2 separate regions of the Rattus norvegicus genome follow, and region 2 is linked to region 1. Evidence: chromatin contacts called from public Hi-C data. All regions are on one chromosome and are shown on one strand. Each heading gives the region's core, a stretch centred on a gene start, on an enhancer-like site or on the middle of the called end of the contact. The rest is flanking DNA. Distances are from core to core; before and after follow the strand shown. Region 1 overlaps Cpvl (carboxypeptidase, vitellogenic-like). Region 2 overlaps Chn2 (chimerin 2).

Region 1 (3,735 bases), core at 462-2,961:
TGATGAATCACGGCACTGTAACCATGATAGACAATACTTGCTATGGCCCACACAAGTGGCATAAAGTTCTTACAGATAATCCTCCGTGACATAGCCAGCTCCCACCTGAGAGGTGAGGCCCTGCTCCCAGGGAAAAGGAGAAACCCATGATTGTGATCTGAACAAAACCTCACTGCAAACGTGGGGGCCACTGCAAGAAGGAACTTCTGCTAATTAGTTCTAGGTAAGATGGAATTCAGACCTTTGGAAATATTAATCTTACCATAGTTAAGATTCAAGATATTTAGTTCCCCCATCTCAAAGCTTAAAGTAATTTTCCTCAATACCTGTTATATTTCAAACAGGGTACTCCCTTTGAAATCTTATCACGTGTTTTTTATTTATGCATTTATTTATTTATTTACACTGCACACCTATGAGCGTCAATAAACAAGTTTTGGGAGTTGGTTCTCTCCTGCCACGTAGCTCAGGGGGCCGTCAGATCCTCAGGTTTGATAGGGGTGAATTCAGACCCCACCATCTCTCAGCTCTAGAGGACATATTCTGAATTAAGGCGTTTTAAAGATCATTTTCAAAGAACTGCCCCCCTGCCATCCCAAGTCTCACTCCCTAAACTCATCATGGACACGTCTGAGGAGCCTTCTCTGTGCACAAGCCATGTGCATTCTCCACTTGGGGGCACCACAAATGCTGTAGACACGGTTAAGTGATGAGATCTTGGTGTCTCTCACTGGACCCCAGGTTGTAGGTGTCTCTCCACAGCAGTGAGTTATAGCACCACCATGCTGCATGTATCCAGTACAGTGTGTAAATTCATCCTAATAGCATACACTGTCTGCTCTCTCAAGCTGTGGGTTAGCTCCTACTCACAGCTGGGAAGGGGGTGGGTGGTTGGGATGCACTCTGTAAAGAGTGTGGATGTGAGAGCCACACGGCCAGGACTGGAGTTGCATGTAGCTATTTTAATATTTGTGTGTTCTTGAGTACATGCCTTCATTTCTCTGTGTCTCCATGCAGACACAGGTTGTTATACATATGAGCAGCAGGTACAGGGCATAACACTTCATTCAGTCAGTGTCGTGTATCTTTTTAAAGAGTCAGTTCCGGTTGGGTTTTGGTTTTTTGTTTGTTTTTGTTTGTTTTTTGTTTTTTGGGGTTTTTTTGGGGGGGTTGGGGTTTTTTGGGGTTTTGGGGTTTGTTTTTTTTTGTGGGGGGTGGGTGGGAAGACAGCTAAGTGTGGCTACATATGTGGACAGATAGGCAGGGGAACGCGTGTTCGAGTAATCAAAGGCAGGGCTTTTGAGGTGGTTATTAAAATGTCTTGGGATGGACCCCTGCTAAAGAATTATCTGGTGGATGATGAAGAAAAGAAACCCTTTATGAATGAGTCAGGGGCCTGAGTATAAAACCATTTCGAGCGCTACTGAAATAAGAAGCGATGAAATGCGAAGGCGCGGAGGAATCCTAGACTTGTGGGATCCACGCCTACACATGGATGAAGTCCAAGAGGCTGACCGGTTCTGGTACACAGATAACAAACGAGGCGGTGTTAAGACTCGCCTGCCATCCCCACCGCTAGGGAAGTGAAGATAGAAGTGTGACATCCTGGGCTACACAAACAGACGGGTCAAGAGGAGGGAAAAAGAGGAGTGGGAGAGGAGGGAAAGGAGGCCTGGTTTATCCATTGCCCTCTTAATTCTCTGGCGACCCCTGGTGGCCAGTCACAAACTTGTCTACTCCTTCCTCAATGTTCTAGTCTGTCCATTCGACTGTCAACACTAGCACATTCCACTACTGTCAATAATGGGCAAAGAAAATTATCCTGTGCCTTCATGGATCGTCACTTGGAAGCAAAATTCCTGAAATCTAAACTGGTCCTGACGTGGCCCATTACTTTCCAAGTATCAGCTCTGCTCCCAGACATTTAAACTGTATCTCCAGCCAGACGCAGACAATAGAGACAGATAACAAGACACCGTAGACATAATTTCTATTACACATTACACAGATTGCTGAAATGGAGAGCCAGTAGGTGGGAAGCGGGGACTAAAGACACCGATTTCAGTTCTTTCAATCAACACTGTTGTTCTCGCTTGCTTTCTGTTGCTGTTACAAACACTAGGACCAAAAGCAACTGGGGTGGGAAAGCGCTTATTCCACCTTACATTTTATAATCCGTCATTAAAGGAAACTGAGGCAAAAGCTCAAGGAAGGAACTAAACCAATGACCAGAGGAATGTTGCTTATTGGTTTGCTCAGCTTGCCTTCTTATAACTCGGAAAGATCACCAGCCTAGGGGTGGCACCTGCCCACATAAATCACTAATCAAGAAAAGCCCCCACATTCCAATCTGATAGACGTAACTCTCCAATTGGCATTCACTCTTCCAAGCTGATTATTTTGGGTCACGTCATCAAAAATCTAGCCAGTGATTAAGGGCCCTGAAGGGGATAGGAACTCCACAGGCCGACCAACAGAGTCAACTCACCTGGACCCTTGGGGGCTCTCAGAGACTGAACCACCAACCAAAGAGCATACACGGTCTGAACCTAGGCCTCTCCAAACATCTGTAGCAGATGTGCAGGTCAGTCTTCACGTGGGTCCTGAACAACTGGAGCGGGGACTATCCCACTGTATACAGCCGTTGGCTATATGTGGGATTTGTTCTTCTAGCTGGGCTACCTTGTTTGGCTTTAGTGGGAGAGGATTCACCCTGTAGAGACTTGACGTGTCAGGATGAGGGTATATCCAAGGGGGAGGAGCCTCCACTCTCTCTCAGAGGAGAAGGAGAGGGGAGGGACTATATGGGAGAGGGCAGCAATCGAGATATAAAGTAAGTAAGTAAATAAATAAATAAATGAAAGAAGAAAGAATACAGCAAAACAAAACAAAACAGTGTAACAAGTGATTGTGTTTTACACAGACAATTCTATCGAGGTGGCTCTAGGGAATTTAAACAGCTTACCGTGTGTGAGGGCAGTGTTTTGGCCAGTACCCAATCTGCATCCATTCTTCTAGCCAACCTTTTCTTCCATCCCACTAAGAAACATCACTCTAAGTAAGAGAATGCAACAGCCAGCCACTGCCAGACTTCAAGCTGGGCTTAAAATGGAAAGTGTGCTTTGGTAAATCAATGAGACCTTCTCTATATTTCGCAATGCAAAGACTGGAGGCTTGCTTACTTTAAGTGACATGTTCTCTTTTAATTGAAGTCATTAGTACCCAAAGTAAATGTCTTTAAATTCCCCTCAAGTATATGTGAACGGACTCCCACTCTGGCCCACAGATCTCTGCACCGGTGATGCCTCAGCTGCCACACCATGTTAATCAAAGAAAAGGATTTTTATTTAAAGCAATTAGTTTTGTAACCAGAATCATTAAATAGCTTTGCAGAACCACTTTAATTCTGCACATATAGTCCCAACACATGTGAACAGCTTGCTTAAGATAACCGTGTGCTCCCAGGGAAGGTGTTTGTTGTGCTTCCTATTGACACCATTAAACCGTCCTTTCCTGTGATCATTCATAGGGAACATTAACTTTTTCAGCTCCCCCCCCCATCTTCTTAGATCATCCCCAAGCTCCCCTGAATTCTTGTCAAGCGTTGATTTATCTCATCAAGGAGCAGCTCTAAGCCTATAGGCTCCTCAGAAGGCTCTTCCCTAAACATCCTAGGAGGTGGGGAAAGCTTCTTAGAGCCCCAGGCAAGAAAGCCACAGCTTAGAAGGAATGAGA
Region 2 (3,735 bases), core at 703-3,202, 210 kb after region 1:
GGAATGACTGTGAAAACTCAGAGTCATCTGCTGCCAGTACAGTGGTGAGCTGACAAGCTGGGCCTAGCACAGGTTGAGCGCGCCTTGATGATGAGGCCTGGGAAAGCCATACAGGGTACTTGGTGCCACACAGGGACACAGAAGGCCCTTGAGAAAGAACTGGAGAGGTACGGGGGTGAGGTGAGATGAGGGTATATGAGAGAGGAAGAAGGAGAGAAAAAGGAAGATTGGGAGGGAAAGAGACCACTTCAGTGAGATTCCACATTTAGTTCTAAATGATGGCAGAAAATTGAATAATGTCAGGAATTTGTCTGCTTCTGTGCTATTTTCCATGATATTCAAGCCATGTTGTGTGACTGCAGCAGACTAGAAGGAGTTGCACATCTTAAGGCTCATGGCTGAGCCTTTTGGGAGACTGAGGCCATAGTGTCCCCAGTCAATAGGCTCGAGAGCAAAGCAGATTTGGTTTTAAATTCCACATCCCACCTCCCAAATGGCCATGGGAAAGTGGCTTCACCTTTTTGAAGTTCATTTTGCTCCTCTCTGGGACATAAAGGTATTTACCACTGGGAGGTGCTGGCTCTACCCTTGCACTGCTGCGCCACTGGCCGACACAGCCACCCGCAGCCTCATGTGATGTAAACTAGGGAGTCTCTAAAGGGGATCGGCCGGCTCCATCTTTGGATGGGCAGGTGGATATGGCTGTATCAGCGGGTGGAGAGACAACTTGGGATAATTATAAATATGTAAGGTAATACATGCGTGGAGCCTGTACCAGAGTCTGGAACATGCCATTCTACTGTTGGTGGGAGAACTTTAATTTTCCTATCTTCATCCTTCAGGATCTTTTTACTCTGAATGTGGGTAAAAACAAACAAACAAACAAACCAACAAACAAAACCACATCTTCCCTTGCCTCCTAGTAGCTACAGTACCAGGGCTGTGACTTAACAACTGACTTCATGAGAATTCAGTATGTCATGGCCAGGAGCTAACCTCTTGAGGAAATGAACAAACCAACCAACCAATGAAACAAACAAAGCAAGCAGCCAAACAAACAAAACAGAAACAAACAAAAACAAATACCAAGGAACAAACCGACTAAAAGAGTTTCTCTTCTTCATTCCTACAACATCATGTCTGTCCTGTCACATCCTATCTCATGTTATGATGGTAGGTACAGGTGGCCAGAGGCTGGTTTAGCAAACAGATGCAGTGCTTATTGAGGGAACAGATAGATGAATGGATGGATGGATGGATGGATGGATGGATGGATGGACGGACGAATTGGACACATAGCTGATTCCTGTGTCTGCATTCTGCATCTTGCCTTACTCTCTGCACCCATGTCTACTGTAATGTTTTGTGCCAAGTAGACCATTATGCTCTAGGTAAATATTTGTTAAATGAATAAATGAATGCCCAGAAGGGATTTGGAAGAAAGCCAGGAAGACATTCCTCTGCTGAAAGGAATTTGTAAAGAGGCAGGCAGCTTCTGGAGGGAAGCGGTGAAGGAGAGAGTTCTCCAGGCTAGAGGCCTAAAGGCTGGGAGACTGACTGTCTTTGAAGAAGTAGCAGGAAAGAAAGTCTGTCATGGCAGAGAGGGAAGTCCTACCAGGAATGTAGCTGCACAGGGCTGGGGAAAGTCTACATTTTCCCAGGAGCCACTAAGGGGGAAGAGGCTCCTGGATGCAGGAGAGAACGGGGTGGTTTGGCAAAGGTAATCAAGGTGGCAGCTGAGTTGGTGCTCCTGGACCTCAAGCCCTCACCCCCCTTATTAGTAGGGTTTGTCTCTGTGTCTGCCACAGCTCCCACACATGCGTTCTGTTTTTTCCATTTCCCCTTCATCTCACCACACTGTGGCTTCTATCTACCCCAAGATCATCAACCCTCACCCTCCCACAGCCTCTTGCTACAGTAGCACTGCTTCCCTGCCTGGCCTATCTCACCGGAACAGGCTCTGTCCCTCTTACCACTTCCCCTTCTGAGTGGCTTTGCCTTGTCGTGTCTTCTCTCCTCTCTGGTTGCCCTCTGCTCATTTTCTTCTCACATCCTCCATTGGCTTTGTTCTTGCCGGGCTCTTCAGAGGCCGGTCATGCACTGAGCATTGACCCTCTGTCATCCCTGCGCTTCATTGTCTGCAGCTGCCTCTGCTTGTGGGCTTCCCTTCAGAGATACCCAGGCCCAGGCTCTTGTCTGGACTGCAAGCCTCTCAGACTCGTTCACTCAGCCATCCTGTCACTGCTTCTTTTGGACAGGGGAAAGTGAGGGCCACTGCCATCTGCCATGACTGTTTCTCCCATGATTTTCCCAGCTATAGGAAAGAAGTCACCTCCTTCCCACTGCCAAGGCCATAGAGAATTATCCCTCCTCTGCCAGGCCAGTGGATGCCCCTTTTCTCTGCTTAGAACCAGTTTATCCCAAGCTGTACTCATTTGCTGTGTCAATGTCTGTCAAAATTACTTCCTCCATTTCCACTGATATGGCCGTAGCTCATACTATTCACACGATAGATAGATAGATAGATAGATAGATAGATAGATAGATAGATAGATAGATAGGCAGACAGATGATTGATTGATTGGTTGGTTGGTTGATCTCACTGCCCCTCACCTTCCTTCACCCCCCTCCTCCCTCTCTAACCCTTCCTCACACCCACGCTGGAATAATCTTTGTGGCTAACACACTGGGTGCATCTTTCCTGTTTACCTCTTTCCTCCCTTCAGTGCAAAGAGTATTTAGCTTCTTCTAACTCTTGGTTTTCTGAGTCCTATTTACTTCTCTAAGTTCATCTCTAGTCACCCTGGGGCCCCACCTTCCATATCAGCATCTGCCTTAGCCAGCACACTAGGCCATTTCAGCTCTTGTGGCTTGTCTGGCTTAGGCTATATCTCGGTTTGTGTGTCATGCTTCAGCAGCCTGTCTGTCCAAAAGGTAGTCCTCGTCACTGTAGTGTTTTGTGTCTAGGTGGTTGAGTGACCCTTCAAGCAGGTGCAGTATGCTATAGTATCACAAGCTGGCCTTACTCATCCTTCTCTCTAGGACCCTCATCCTTGTGTTTAAATTATACTCCTCTGTGACTGCTATTGCAGGGTCCTGGGCAGTGCTACTCAAGGTCAGAGGTGACTGGCCCAAGCCTGAGATGGGATAGAATGACCAGGCTAGACCCACCCTCCGAAGTCTGGGGAATAGCATTCTGACCATCCTTCTCACACAGAATGTATGCTGTCTTTCATTAAGACAGCACTTGACTGAGTGCCTGCTGTGTCCTAGCATACAGTAGTCAGGAAATTTCAAATTGTACCATTTGTACCCAACTCAGCGTGGCACCTCTTAGCATGGCTACAAATCTATATCTGAGGTCCACGTCCCCTAGGAGAAGTATCTTTGCCTAAACTCACAAAAGAGACCCAGTAGGCTAAAAGTAACACAGGCAGCATAGAACGAGGTAAAAAGGGCCCTTGCTTTCACTGTGGTGGTCACCGATTAACAGAGATAACTAAGCAGAGACATTCACATGCACACAGTCACACATCCTCAAGAAAGCAAAAGCCCTGGGAGGAATTAGAAAGAGTCTCCCAGACTCTAGAAAGCTGGTCATGTGGCAGTCGGAAGGCAGACACCACATGCATTAACTTGATGCATCCAAGGACCAAGAGGAAAGCCAATGTGGCTGAGCTATAAGAGAAAAGGCAGGCGGATGAGACGAGAAGGAAGGACCACAGCCTCTTGCTG

Evidence for each region. Hi-C and Micro-C count contacts between places; a contact is called where the count stands out from the background.
Region 2: a Hi-C map of the A7r5 cell line shows a contact between it and region 1, with 6 times the contacts expected there. The contact joins two enhancer-like sites. A contact is called at or near these places in 6 of 12 Hi-C or Micro-C datasets (the A7r5 cell line, Schwann cells, frontal cortex and 3 more).

The regions. Positions count from the first base shown.
Region 1 is chr4:84,394,425-84,398,159 of GRCr8, forward strand. All of the region lies in intron 3 of Cpvl (carboxypeptidase, vitellogenic-like), which reads right to left. Among named protein-coding and RNA genes, the nearest start is that of Cpvl, 20 kb to the right of the region's middle. Within about 2 kb of position 1,712, at least 7 of the 93 cell types and tissues checked have an H3K27ac peak or open chromatin away from gene starts, as enhancers often do. A contact at or near this core is called in the A7r5 cell line, where this site is marked.
Region 2 is chr4:84,603,764-84,607,498 of GRCr8, forward strand. The region is part of intron 1 of Chn2 (chimerin 2); the gene reads left to right. Among named protein-coding and RNA genes, the nearest start is that of Chn2, 130 kb to the left of the region's middle. Within about 2 kb of position 1,953, at least 17 of the 93 cell types and tissues checked have an H3K27ac peak or open chromatin away from gene starts, as enhancers often do. A contact at or near this core is called in the A7r5 cell line, where this site is marked.